Linked DNA regions of Mus musculus: all the other regions are linked to region 2. The links are chromatin contacts, called in public promoter capture Hi-C maps. All regions are on one chromosome and are shown on one strand. Each heading gives the region's core, a stretch centred on a gene start, on an enhancer-like site or on the middle of the called end of the contact. The rest is flanking DNA. Distances are from core to core; before and after follow the strand shown. Region 1 holds the start of Ppp1r12c (protein phosphatase 1, regulatory subunit 12C). Region 2 holds the start of Zfp954 (zinc finger protein 954). Region 3 holds the start of Isoc2b (isochorismatase domain containing 2b). Region 4 holds the start of Zfp579 (zinc finger protein 579). Region 5 holds the start of Tnni3 (troponin I, cardiac 3).

The links. Promoter capture Hi-C pulls out the DNA fragments that hold promoters and counts their contacts.
Region 1: a promoter capture Hi-C map of pre-B cells shows a contact between it and region 2, with 3 times the contacts expected there. The contact joins the promoter of Ppp1r12c here to the promoter of Zfp954 in region 2. A contact is called at or near these places in 2 of 39 promoter capture datasets (cranial neural crest and pre-B cells) and 1 of 115 datasets of contacts at active chromatin or transcription factors (astrocytes).
Region 3: a contact with region 2 is called in a promoter capture Hi-C map of pre-B cells, with 5 times the contacts expected there. The contact joins the promoter of Isoc2b here to the promoter of Zfp954 in region 2. A contact is called at or near these places in 2 of 39 promoter capture datasets (liver and pre-B cells).
Region 4: a promoter capture Hi-C map of liver shows a contact between it and region 2, with 4 times the contacts expected there. The contact joins the promoter of Zfp579 here to the promoter of Zfp954 in region 2. A contact is called at or near these places in 2 of 39 promoter capture datasets (liver and pre-B cells).
Region 5: a promoter capture Hi-C map of pre-B cells shows a contact between it and region 2, with 3 times the contacts expected there. The contact joins the promoter of Tnni3 here to the promoter of Zfp954 in region 2. A contact is called at or near these places in 3 of 39 promoter capture datasets (hippocampal neurons, liver and pre-B cells).

The regions. Positions count from the first base shown.
Region 1 is chr7:4,500,287-4,502,986 of GRCm38.p6, reverse strand. It overlaps Ppp1r12c (protein phosphatase 1, regulatory subunit 12C), which reads left to right and starts at 1,307. Exons shown (of 22, transcript NM_029834.3): 1 at 1,307-1,721. The coding sequence starts at 1,389.
Region 2 is chr7:7,120,211-7,122,910 of GRCm38.p6, reverse strand. Zfp954 (zinc finger protein 954) reads left to right here and starts at 1,435. Exons shown (of 5, transcript NM_172738.3): 1 at 1,435-1,688. The coding sequence starts at 1,611.
Region 3 is chr7:4,864,739-4,867,438 of GRCm38.p6, reverse strand. Isoc2b (isochorismatase domain containing 2b) reads left to right here and starts at 1,260. Exons shown (of 6, transcript NM_026158.2): 1 at 1,260-1,378.
Region 4 is chr7:4,994,694-4,997,411 of GRCm38.p6, reverse strand. Zfp579 (zinc finger protein 579) reads left to right here and starts at 1,311. Exons shown (of 2, transcript NM_026741.2): 1 at 1,311-1,408; 2 at 2,500-2,718. The coding sequence starts at 2,502.
Region 5 is chr7:4,521,092-4,523,791 of GRCm38.p6, reverse strand. It overlaps Tnni3 (troponin I, cardiac 3), which reads left to right and starts at 1,264. Exons shown (of 8, transcript NM_009406.4): 1 at 1,264-1,487; 2 at 1,710-1,722; 3 at 1,890-1,976; 4 at 2,406-2,447; 5 at 2,698-2,700. The coding sequence starts at 1,477. Dnaaf3 (dynein, axonemal assembly factor 3) reads left to right here. Exons shown (of 12, transcript NM_001033548.3): 12 at 1-859. The coding sequence ends at 476.

The DNA of each region.
Region 1 (2,700 bases), core at 58-2,557, 2.6 Mb after region 2:
ATATTTGGAAGTCTGGAGCTGAACCCTTTGGAGGCGTGGCCTTGAGACTACATTTCCCAGCTTGCCCTATGTTATCTGATTTCCTTGAACTTTGCTCGGGAACTTTATCGCCATGTTAAAAGATGAGTTTGGCGGTGACAAGCTTTAATCTTGTTTGAGAACTCAATTTCCCGTCGGCCCTTGGTCTACCTGATGCCTTAGGGAGCCCATTCATTCATTCATTCGAAATATTTTTTATTGCCTACTCTCAGGCTTAGTTCTAGTCATTAGGACTAAGAGGGTCTCAAAGAAAACAAATCGAGTTTACTTATAGCCGATGGGAGAGGGACAGATTCAAAACCAAAACAAGTACGGCATGGTGGCACTCCTTTAATTTCATCACTCCAGAGGCAGGAGGAGGCGGAGTTTTGTGAGTTCGAGGCCATTCTGTCTGCATAGTGAGCTTCAAACCAGGCAGGGCTACATACTGAGACCCTGTCTCAAAACAAAAATAACCCCCCCCCCACACACACACACACACAAACAAACAGACTCCTGTAATCCCAGCAATTAGGAGATGGAGACAGGAAGATCAGAAGTTCAAGGGCATTATTAATGAGTTCGAGCGCCATCCTATCTCAAAACAAATCGTAAAAAGTATGCAAAATTTATTTCTATCTCTCAGGATCCGCTATCCGCTATCATTTCCCATGCGCCTTGGGGTAGTCACTTTACAAAGTACACTACATTTCCCAGCATGCCCCAGTAGCCTGTCCGGCCGCTCTACCCAGATTCCCAGCACTCCCTAGGGACATGTCCTCCTTTAGGCAGTTCTCTTTTTGCTTGTTTTTTCGAGAGAGGGTTTCTCTGTGTAGCTCTGGCTGTCCTGGAACTCAGGACCAGGATCAGACCAGACTGGCCTCGAACTCACTGCCTCCCAAGTGCTGGGATTGAGGGCGTGCCTTTTGAGTTTTTCGTTCGACCCCTTCCAGCTCCGGATTTCTAAACGTGCCTCAGGATATATAGCGAGTCTAGCGAAGACTTCCGCTTGTAGAACCCATTTCCCAGCACTTCTGCCGGCCTGCCGGCTGCCTCATTCTCTAACCTATCTGCTCAAGTTATGCAAGGCTCCTCAATGGGGAGAAACTCCACTTCCCAGCTCGCTACGAGGGGCTTCTTTTTAGGCCCTTGCCCCCAGCGATAGCTACGCAAGTCTCAGGCGGGACTCGGTTACCCAGAGGGCTTTGGGTCGGCGCCGTGACGTCAATATACCGAGCGGGGGCTGGGCGAGCTTCTGGGCGGTGCTTGTCGCGCGGCGGTTCCCGGCGGCCCCCGGGGCGGGCGGGTGGCGGCTGTTCGTCGCCCGGTGCTCGCTCGCTCGCTTAGTAGGCGGGCGAGCGGCCGGCGCGATGTCCGGCGAGGATGGTCCGGCAGCGGGCCCGGGGGCGGCGGCGGCTGCTGCGGCCGCCCGTGAGCGGCGGCAGGAGCAGCTGCGGCAGTGGGGGGCTCGGGCGGGCGCCGACCCGGGCCCCGGGGAGCGGCGAGCCCGCACGGTCCGCTTCGAGCGCGCCGCTGAGTTCCTGGCGGCCTGCGCGGGGGGCGATCTGGACGAGGCTCGCCTGATGCTGCGCGCAGCGGATCCCGGTCCCGGCTCCGGCGCTGCGTCCGACCCCGCCGTCCCTCCGCCTGCCCGTGCCGTGCTCGACTCCACCAACGCGGATGGCATCAGCGCCCTGCACCAGGTCAGCGCCCCCGCCCCGCGTCTTCGCCACTCGGGCATCCTCCCTCCTCGGCCCTGATCCACCTCCCCTCGACTGTGCCATCGCTGAGGATCCCGCCTGCTCTGTGGCCGCCTCTTCTCTGTCATTCGTGCTGTCATCTCTCTCCCGTGCATTTTTTGCAGCATCGCTTACTTCCGTGCCTATGCTGGCCGGGTTCCTCCTTTCCTAGCTGGTACTTGTTTGACTGTGCTGAAGTCTTTCCTGACCCAGGCCTGTGGTTTCGTTCTCCTGCACTCTGACTTGACCCTCTTTAGGCCCAGGTCCTTCAGTGTCACTTCTTTGAAGGTCCATCCTGTTTGTGCCTTCCTCTTCTTCCCGTGACTTGTGCTGTACGTTGTGGCCTCAGGACAGTGTACCACGTTGTTTCCTTGAAAAGGCATTTCCTCTGTCGCGTCATCCTTTGCTTTTTTTTTTTTTTTTAATCTTTTCTCTTACCTACAATCCCATGTCCTTAATTACATTATCAATTCATCCCCCCCCCCCCCAATTTGGGGAGCTTGTCACCTCTTATAGAAGTTTCTCCTCAACTCTCTTTCTCTGTTTACATTGTTTGCCTTCCTGGAAACTTGTAGGCATTTGCTCTTCGAGGAGCTGGACCACTTTTCCTTTTGTTTTGTTGTTTTTCCTTTAGACAAGGTCTTGCTATGTAGCCCAGGCCATCCTCAAATGCAGGTCCTTATGTCTCTGCCCTCCTCCTCCTCCTCCTCCTCCTTCTTCTTCTTTTTTTCGAGACAGGGTTTCTCTGTATAGCCCTGGCTGGGAACTCACTGTAGACCAGACTGGCCTCCAACTAAGAAATCCGCCTGCCTCTGCCTCTGCCTCTGCCTCCCCAGTGCAGGGATTAAAGGCGTGCGCCACCATGCCAGGCCCTTCTCTGCCCTTCTTATTTCTGGAATTACATGGCCACTTCACCTATTGTTGGTTCATCTCCTAGACTTTA
Region 2 (2,700 bases), core at 186-2,685:
GAGGCCACTTTCCTTGGACAAAGAATCCTTGTCCATCTTATACTGTACCACTTTGTGGAGCTGGTGCTTGCCACATTGCTTGCAGAAAGTCTGGAGTATCTTAGTAATGTTCACATGTTTACAGGAGTAGTACTGGCACAGAAAGGAAATACAATCTTCAGGAGAGTAAAAATAAAAACAATAAAAACAACCTTCTAGGACTGGATTGCTATCAGGGACATCAGCCCTGTGCCTGGGCTCATTATCCAGACCCCAGGGTTCTGTAACATCAGTAGACCGGGGACCATGTACCATCTCATCTGCATCAAGAGTTTGCAGCCCAGCTGACCCAGCTGACCTGAGAGGCTCATGAATAGAGGCATTCCTACTTAAGGCTTAGAATCAGTCACACTAAGGCAGCAGATTTCAGACTTGTCCAGATGTCAGAAGACAAAACCTATCTCCGCTCCTACCTTCCAACCTTGTTTTTCTTTTAGTAAAAGGGTTTCTTGTGTATTACTGGAAATTGCTCTGTAGAGAAAGTTAGCCTTGAACTCCAAGATCCATTTGTCTCTGCCTCTCAAGTGCTGGAATTAAAGGTGTATGAGCCATCTCTTCTGGGTATTGTAGTTCAGACAATGTGGACCATGGGAAACCGGGACAGTTGCAGAAGGGGAAAGTGGAGAAGCGATATGCATGAAATTAACAGGACTTCTGCGGACACTGTCATGATTACAGATACGCCCGTGTTCGCATTTTCCAGAGCAGTCTTGGGGGGGGGGGGGAGTACAGCAAAGCTTCCTAAATGTTCCTAAATGTTCCTTTAATTTTCTCTTAGCACAATAGAAGCATTAATCCTGACGACTCCATAGTGGTGTGAGAAGTGTCTGAATCTAGAGTCCTGTGGTGAAGGAATCTTTGAATCCAATCCAAACATGTCCTTTTCCCCTCTTCCATGGTCACCATTTCTGTATTTATTAGCCCACGAACCTGGCGAGTATCATTTCACACAAGGCAAATGTCTCAAATGCAAAATTCAACTTTGCCCGTCTCCTGTATTTCTAGACATCAAATAAAACAAGGTTTCACTATGTAGCCCTGTCTGGCCTGGAACACACTATGACAGCTTCGAAAACACAGAAATCTACCTGCCTCTGCCTGCAGTTCTGTAATTTAAGAGTTCCAGCAAGCCTGACCTTGTGACTCAGCCTCTACTATTTCTAATCCACATCTAACTCACCTAAGGTAGAAAACGGTGTGGAGAAAATAGTCTCCACGCCAGTGCCAAGAAATCCACTGAAACTTGGTCTTGTCAAGCAGGGCAGTTGTGTCCGGATCGCAGAAATTTGCTCCTGCATGAACTACATTGCCCAGAAAACATTGCATGAAACTCAGCCAATGAAAATGGGCATTTCAGCGACGGCGAGAACCGTTGGGCGGGACTTTTGGCTTTGCGTGCTGGAGGTTCTTTGTAACTTCCTGGACCCGTCAGTATGGCTCACAGAAAACTGGTGTCATCTGCTTTGGCCATGGCAGGAAAGCCGGCACGTTAAAAGCGTTTGTCCCCCGTCACAGAGACGGATCTGAGGTTTGCGACAGCTCGTGTGATCTGATCCAGGCTTCGAGTGCGGATGGCGACTTCCCAGGGCCCCACCATCCTCTGGAGCCCGATGGTGATTGTGGAGGCTGCGGGTGGAGCCCTGCCCCAGGTGAGTGCCTAGTGATCGCCCACCTACCTGAGTTCTAGAGCACTGAGATCTGGGTCAGGAGCCAACAGGGCAGACGTTCATGTCCCCGACTGTAGGGTACGGATGAACGAAATAATGTTTTTTGACATCTGTGTGCTAGATCGCTAGAGCCATCCCCTCTGACTCACAGTGCCTGTTGGACTGTACCTCCCAAGGCTTGTGGGCGGGCCTGAGCTCGGAGACAGAGCCCTGGGGTGACCTCTACTGGCGTTTTAGATGAGGGAAAAAGGGCCCAGTACCCCTAAGGACCTGACTTTTGTTTATAGAGAGACTGGTAGCCATGGAAGATTTGAACAGAGGTGAAACTTGATCTATTCAAACTTTCCCAAGCATCTCCGGGGGAATATTGAGCAAGGATGAAGTTATGTGGATGGAGACAGAGATCTATGAATCCTTAGGTAAATGCTGTGGACTAATGCAGCAGTTAGGGTTGTAGACCATAGAGGGAGAGATTAGTCTTCAAATATCTGAATTTTTTTGAGACATATGTAAACGAGGCTATGTAAACGAGGCTAGAATCAAACTTGCAATCCTTTAGAGTGATTGGATTAAAGGCAGGACCTCCCACTTCCTGCTTGTTTGACTTTAAAGTAGTACTTTCTTTCCCTTTTATTATTCATTCATTCATTTACTTACTTACTTACTTACTTATGTGAAAACATTCAGCATTTAACTAAAGTCTGCTGTGTTAACTACTTTTCCCCCTGGAACTCAGGTCTGGCTGGCCTATGTAGCCAGTGCTTGCCTCAGTCTCCGAGATCTGCCTTCCTTTGCCTTCCAAGTGTTGCAGTTAAAGGGATGCACACCATGCTTACCCAATAACTTTTTTTTTTCATTTTCCCCTTGGCTTTTTATAGAGACAGGGTTTCTCTGTGTAGCCCTGACTGTCCTGGAACTCTCTCTGTAAATCAGCCTAGCCCTGAACTCAAAGATCTACCTGTCTCTGCCTCCCTAGTTCTGGCATTAAAGGAGC
Region 3 (2,700 bases), core at 11-2,510, 2.3 Mb after region 2:
TTTTGAGGCTCAGTTTCAGGATGCACTTGAGTTCACTGTTCTGGGGAGACCAACTTTGAACCTCTGCCGGTTGCCTTCCCAGTCCCATCCCATCCCCCATCTCTCCCACCCTCACCCCACCCCCATGCATACAGTGCTGGGCACTAAAGCGAAGGCTTTATTCATGCCAGGCAAGGACTCTGCCACCTGAGCTACAGTTCCAGCCTTATTTCTTTTTCTTTGTTCGACAGTGTCACACTCTGTGGCCCAGGCTAACCTGGAACTCTGTGTATATATATATCTCTCCCCCAAAAGATCCTCACCCACACTCAGCCTCCCAAGTGCTGGGTTTACAGTCCTCGTTAGCCACCATGCCTAGCCCTTTTCTCATAACTTCAAGGTGAAGAAATCCTCCTGTCTCCACTTCTGAGTACTTGGGGTCATGGGTATTAAGCCACCGTAATCAGCTTTTGTTTTCTTATTCATTGAACTCAAGGCCTCAGCTTCTAGAACGCTGGGATTACCGGCCCTGAGCCACCATACCAGGTTTATATATCTGGATGAAGTAATCCTCTCTCTCTTAACCCCCACTTCTAAGTACAGAGTCAGTTTTCTATATAGACCACCCAAGGAGACAAGTCCTGAATTCCTGGAGAAAAAGCTAACTGGCAAGCAGTGGGGGAAAATGTCTTACGAGGCTTGTTCTTTTGTTTTCTTAGTTTGACTTTCGGGTTTTCGAGACAGGACTTACTTCCGTGTTGTACTGGCTATTCTGGAATTCGCGTTGTAGAGTCAGAATTATGCCTGCCTCTGCCTCCTGAGTACTGGAACTAAACCATTAACTAAATCATCGGTTTATGATGATTACTGGAACTAAACATTTGCGCCACCATGCCCGGCTGTTGTTTTGGTTGACAGGGTCTCACCACGCAGTCCCGGCTAGTCTCGAACTGGCGATACTCGTGCTTCAGCCTTCCTAGAGCTAGGTTACAGAAAGCATCACCTCTCCCCGGTCGCCCCGGATGGAGTGGATGGTGCCATGAACCCTACACTAGCCAAGATTGAGCCTCTAGCTCTCTGGTCGTTCTTCACCCTCCTTCCGGGTTAGAAGCCGAGCTCTCAGCCAAGGCCCTCCCTCCGTGGATTTTCATTGGTCCTACCCTCTGTCTCTCCGCCTGCTCCAGTTTCTTCAGACCAATCGAATTAACAGGATGGAGTAGAACAGAGTGAGGCGAACGCCGATTGGTTGGCTCGGCGCGGGGGTGTAGACCCGCGGCTCTGACTACGTGTCTACAAAGGGCAAAAAGGAGGCCCAGTACGGGGTCAGTGGGAATCCAGCGGGGAAAAGGTCACGGGACTTCTTGGAAAAGGGGCCCGAACTCGAACCTGGGACCTTCGAGTAAGTCCGGTTCGTTACTTGCTGGCTGTTTGCAAACCCACCATCCCGTCATTCAGACCGGGAAACGGAAGCTTTGCAGGGTGTCGGGTTCGGGGGTTGGAATGGCATTCCATTTGGTCTCAGGATAGACCCGCGGGGAGAGTCCCCAACCCTCTCTAGAGACAAATTTTGCATCAACCCCGCCAGTGAGCTAACCCTGGAGAAAAAAAGAGACCCAGAGAGGAAGGGAAACTCACCCAGGGTCACACAGCCTGAAATTCCTGGTTCCAGGAGTTGTGGTCCCCGCTTCTCTCACAATTACGTGCTCCTCTGTATCGCTCTCCCTAAAGCATCGTGGATCCTCTCCCATCTGTGTCCCCAGTCCATCTCGATCAAATCTGGCGAACTGAGCCTGGCTGTCATGAAAGCCAGGCAAATCAAGTGCTCTCTACCACTGAACTCCATCCAGCCCCCTTGCTCATTTCCTTCACACTGTGCCTCCCAAAAATGGGTTCCCAAGCCAAGAACCCAGCCCTTGGGACATAAGCCTTAAAAACCTATGAGGGGAATAGAGAAGGGGGGGCGAGTAGACATGGCTCAGTGGCTAAGAACTCTGGTTTCTCTTGTAGAGGACCTGGGTTTGGTACTCAGCACCCAGACGGTGGTTTACAACCGTCTTTAAATCTAGTTTCAGGGGACCCGACTACCTCTTCCAGCCTCCACAGACACTACATGCATGTGGCTATGCAGTCTCAGGTCAAACACTCATATAATAAACCCAGTCCGGGCTGGAGAGATGGCTCAGCAGTTACGAGCAGTGGCTCCTCTTCCAGAATGGCTCACAACCATCTGTAATGGGATCTGCTGCCCTCTTCTGGCATGCAGGCATACATGTAGACAGAGCACTCATATACAGGGAATAGATAAATAAATATTTTTTTAAAATTAAAAGTAAATCTGATCAACACACACATTTGGGATCCAGAGAGAAATGACTCCTTCGCTTGTCTCTGACCTCCACATATGCCCCATGGCATGGATACCCTCTCCCATATAGAAACTAAATAAATAAATAGAAATTTTTAAGGAAAAAAAAATCTACATTTGCCATTCAGGGAGCACAGATGGGAGTTTGCCATACCGTTCTTGCGCTTTTCATTTCACTGGCGCACTTTTTATCTGTGTTGGAGACCTCCCTTGCAGGTTTGTTTGTTTGTGGGTTTTTGTTTGGTTTTTTTTTGTTTTTGTTTTGTTTTGTTTTTTAAATGTCTGTGTTGGAGACCTCCCTTGCAGTTGTTTTTGGCTACAAAGAATCCACAGTGAGAATTTGGCTGGCTGCAGTT
Region 4 (2,718 bases), core at 62-2,561, 2.1 Mb after region 2:
TTTTTTTAAGATTTTATTTATTTACTTATTATATGTAAGTACACTGTAGCTGTCTTCAGACACTCCAGAAGAGGGCGTCAGATCTCGTTACGGATGGTTGTGAGCCACCATGTGGTTGCTGGGATTTGAACTTCCGACCTTCGGAAGAGCAGTCGGGTGCTCTTACCCACTGAGCCATCTCACCAGCCCCCTGAAATGTTTTTAAAAAGAAAAAGAAAGCAGCCGCAATGGACTGGCACAAGTATAATACTGCATGTTTCTGGTTTCTCAAGGGTAAATTCCTGGAATTACTAGCATATCAAAGCTTTCCAAACCTCTACTCACCCAGACACGTACAAAAGGAACAGTTTACCCAGCCTCTTGCCAACTATGTTTGGCATGAAGTTAACCCTAAAGAAAACAACACTGTAATGCAGGCAGATAACTGAAACGGCCCTTTTTCTCCATCATATATACTTTGAGATGTGGCCCATGTAGCAGGCTGAAACATTAAAGCTCCAAGTTCCAGAAACGTAGTTGCCAAGGAAGACTAGAGGAATGGCATTCACTCCCATTGAAAGCCAGCTCACTGTCTCTTCCATCCCCTTCATTCCACAGCACTTTGCCCAAAACAAGAGCTTCCCTCGTCACACCGTCTGTGACTGACTCTTGTTTGTCCCTTTTCATCATAGTATGAATTTTGCCTTTATCGATCCAGCACCAAGGACAGAGCCAGCCCACAGTAGGTGTTCTGATAAAACTGGTCGGGTTGTGATCCTGGGGCTTACCATAAAGGGAGAAACTGAGGCTCGGAGAAGAGAGAATTGCTTGCCCAGGCAACCAAGGGACAGTGAGAGTCAGGCTCGATCATAGAGGTGCACTCCTTGTATCATTGATGTTCACTCTCAAGCCTGTATCACTCACTGCTTCGTTCATCTCCATCTCTGCCTTCTTCAGACCCAGCAGCCAGCACAGTGCCTGGCACCGGCAGGGCTTGATAAATGCCTGTTTGTTGAAAGAATGAATGAATATGTGTTATCTGCTGGGAAATGGAGGAGGGGTGGAAAGCTGGATCCAGATTCCCAGGCTTGCAGCCTCCTCCTCCTCTGAGGGTCCAAAGGACAGGCCTTCAGCCCCTTCCCCTCCCGGGATCCAGGAGCCGCAGCTCCCTCCTCTGCTCCCGCCCCCCCCCCCCCCGCACCCCCACCAGGTCCCTGGCCCTCCGCTTCCGGCTTCTCAGCCAGTCTTTCCTCTTCTGGCCTCCGACCAAGCACCGGGTTTCCGGGGGGAAGGCTTAGGCTGTAACACCGAGCCCAGCCTCCTTCTCCACCCCCACCCCTCCCACTACGCTCAACCCCCTCCCTCTCCGCCACCACTGTCCGCGATCGCCCGGCCGCAGGGAAGGAAGAAAGGAGCGCAGGAGGTGGAGGTAAGACCGGCTCCCTGAGACTGGGGCGAGCCCCAGGCCCTGCGCAGAGCAATCTGCAAGGCCTCGACCCGCTGCCTTAGTTCTGCAGATCACACCTACCCGGAACAGATAGACCCCCTCTTGGACCTAGATCCCCCGACAGCCGGCAGGTTCCACGCCCTCCCCCGACACCACGCCCGGCCAGGGGTCTGGCCACAGCTTTCTCGCTGAGGATTTTCTGCAGCCCAGCTCCCAGTCCACTCCTCCCCCTTGTCTTGTGAGTCAGGGCCCCTTACCCAGCTTCTTCCTTCACCCGGACTCAGAGGCTGCGTCTACCTGCAAGAGTCTAGTTCGCCTATCTGGTTCTATCTGAGACCCAGGAGTCCTACCTTTCAGTCTTCTTGCCTGAGACCCAGGGATCCAGAAATCAGCCCTTCTTTAAACCCAGGAGTCCAGGTCCTCCCTCAGACCCAGGAGTGCAGACCCCGACCTTCTTCAGACCCAGGAGCCCAGACCCCAGCCCTCCTCCTTCCGATCCAGGAATCCAGACCCCATTCCTCCTCCCTCAGACCCAGGAATCCAGACCCCAGCTCTCCTCTCACAGACCCAGGGGCTTAAGCCCGGCTACCCACTGGTCCCTCCCAGCCCCTGACTTATGGACTTTTTATTTCCAGGGCCTCTTGACTTTGAATCCCACCCTACTTGGGCCCCAAGGGTGGACTGGTTCCCAGCCCCTCCAGGAATGTTCAAGCCCCAGGGCACTAGAGCAAAATCAATTGGCTGACTTTGTCTCCCTGTGTCTCCTCTGTATGTGTCTTGTTCTGTCTTCCTGACCGTTCCCACCTCTGATATCTATGTTTTCTTTCTCTCTATCTCTCTCCTTTGTGTTTCTCCTGAACTTGGCCCCCCTTTCCTACGTCTCCACAACTCTCTCCTCTCCTTTCCTGTGTCTATCCCCTTCTGCCTCCTCACCACCTTCCTCTCCCGACTTTCATCTGTATCCTCTTCTGAACTGTGGATCTACCTGCCCTGTACCTCTGCTCTCCTCTTCACCTCACCCCACATCTTTCATCTCTTCTCCCCACCCCTGCCTCTTCCCCTTTTCCCCACAGGCATGGATCCACAGCCCCCTCCACCCGCCCAGGGCAGCCCACCTCACCGTGACCGTGGCCGAGGCCGAGGCCGTGGCCGTGGCCGTGGCCGAGGCCGTGGTCGTGGCAGAGGGGGTGCTGGAGCCCCTAGGGCGCCTCTGCCCTGCCCAACCTGTGGTCGCCTCTTCCGCTTCCCTTACTACCTGTCTCGACACCGGCTGAGCCACTCGGGTCTCCGGC
Region 5 (2,700 bases), core at 15-2,514, 2.6 Mb after region 2:
TGGCTGGGTTCGCCCCTCACACTGCAACCAAACCCTCGGAGACTTTTGCGAGGTTCTACAAGTTAGGGGACTCCACTCCGGGTGGCGGAGACTCAGCTGTGGAATCTGGACCCGCGCCCTCCAAAGTGGAATCTACCCGCGCCCCTCTCCCAGAATCGATAAGTCCGCCCCAGGCTAACCAGGCCCCCTCTCTAGAGGCGATGAGCCCACCCCTGGCTGACCTGGCCCCACCTCTAGAGACAATGTGTCCACCCCAGGCCAACCAGGCCCCTCCTCTAGAAGCGTTGAGCCCATCCAAAGCTGACCAGATCCCACCTCTAGAGGCGATGAGCCCACCCCAGGCTAAGCTAGTCCTGCCTGTAGAAGCAATCAGCCTTCCCCAAGCCGACCTGGCCTCTCCTCCGGAAGTGATAAGCCCACTCCAGGAAGCTATGGCAACGTCCTGGGTGAATGCACCTCCAAAACATGTAACATGAACCCCAGGGACCACGTAGCCCACCTTTAACTGCTGAAGCAGGCCCAGGGATTGACATCACCAGCTCAGCCCACCTGCATGCGGTTTTACTCTGCGTTCCTTCTCAACCCCAGGGATATGACTAGAACTTCAAATTCCTTTCCTGGAACTCTCGGTTGTACTATTTGGGGGGTAGGGGTGAGGGTGGGGGATGGGTCCTAGACTGTTATCTGAGACTTATCCTGACAAGGATCGAAGGCTGAAGGGACAACCCTGGGCTCCAGATCCTCTCTTTTGTCTTGGGCCTTTCTTGACATGCTGCTTTTGGGAAGGACAAGGGCATAGCCTTCCTTGAATGTGATTCAAATAAAAAGCGCAGGGTCACCTCTGTGTGTCCTGTCCTCAGTCGGTCTCCAGTGCCAAGAAGGGTGGGAGCAGCAGGGATGGGTCCCGATTGTGGGTTTGCAAGTGGGCTTGGCTGAATTTCACAGGAGTGAAGGATAAGATCCTTCAAACTAAACATGCCAGGGCCACTGAAACCGACAGAAACGTGGGGGAGAGAAAGGACACACTAGGTCCCAGAAAGACTGCAGTTCAGTGAGGGACCTAGGTGTGAGGACAGAAGGCCGGCATGGATTTCTGGGTATGAACATGGGAAGCTGAAGTCTAGACTCTTGGATTTGAGAGAAGAGGGACCTTGCTCCGGGTTTTCCTAAGTTTGAGGGAGGAGGGAGCTGGGGCGCTAGAGTCAAAGGAGGAGGGGTGTAGATCCTGGGCACCTTGGTTGACCCAACTGGAGCTTTGCACACGGCTCCCCTCACACCCTGTTATCGCTTATCCTGGGCAGGGGAGGAGACAGCAGTATATTTAGTCTTTGTCCTCGCCCCTTATCTCAGTGTCCTCAGTGAGGCTTGAGCAGCCCAGAGGAAACCCAACCTCTAGAGACCTCCAAGGTCACCAGGGACACCCTTCCAGGACCCTCCAGGAATCTCCGATCCTGTTCTCTGCCTCTGGAGATCATCATGGCTGATGAGTATGTGAATCTTCGTAGCCTTGGGGTGGAGACCTCAACAGGGAGAGGTGCGGTGGGTCTTGAGGGTGCAACCAGGTTGGATACTTGTCCTGAGAGAGTAGGAGGCAAGGGTGGTTGGATTTCTGTAGAAATGAGGTAAGAATTTGGGAATCAGACTCCTGGGGTTCAAGAGTCAGGGGACCACCATCAGTGATTTCCTCTTCACGGTTTCTCTCTCTTCAGGAGCAGCGATGCGGTGAGCTGTGAGCTAAGAAGTGGGGTAGGGAACCTTCGGTCCAGAGTGGGTGCTGCAGGGAGAGGACTGGGGACCAGTGGGCAGGGGAACCTGCCGCTAGAGGTGAGGTATCCAGGAAGGGCTGGATGGGAGGGTTTGGGTAGTGATGTAGCCTGCTTCAATTCCAGGCTGGGGAACCGCAGCCTGCGCCTGCTCCTGTCCGACGCCGCTCCTCTGCCAACTACCGAGCCTATGCCACCGAGCCACACGCCAAGGTGGGGCGGGGTCCAAGAGGATGGGCTTCTGGGTTCAAGAATCCTCTGAGACCCAGAAGGGGGCAGGACCAAGGCCCTGGAAAGGGGTGGTAGGGTGATGGGCAGAGCCCTATGGGTGGGGCAGAATTTCAGAAAGGTTCAGGTTGGGCTTGGTGACAGCGGCCTGTGGTTGGGGGGAACTTGCCTACAGCAAGGTTTAGGCGTGAGCGTAGTGGTTAGCAGTGAATAGATAGGCAGTGCGTAGCTCTAGTCGGAGACAAAGATTGGTAGATGGGACCGAGGAGCGTGGCTTCCAGTGGACTCCGCGTTCTGGTTGAAGAATGTCTGACCCGAATGGGTATGCACTCGAGTGGGTCGTGATGCCTTGCAGCTCCACCCAGTGTCCACTTTGGGACCTCACACTGACCTTTCTCCATATCACCTTGGCAGAAAAAGTCTAAGATCTCCGCCTCCAGAAAACTTCAGTTGAAGGTGATGATGAGGTCGCAGTGGGTGGGCTTGGGTGGGCGGAGCTTTGGGGGAGTGGTTTCGCTTCCGGAGTGTGTCAGTCCCCGCCTCCCCCGCCCCCCCCCCCCACGTGCGCGCGGGCAGAAACGAGGCAGGTTTTGAATAAAAGACACAAACTTGGATGTTCGGATATTCTGTCTCTCTGGAGGATGGAGGGAAATTTGTTATTCTTATACTTTTTGGGACTCTGTTGTCTGCTCCAACCATTCCGCAGACT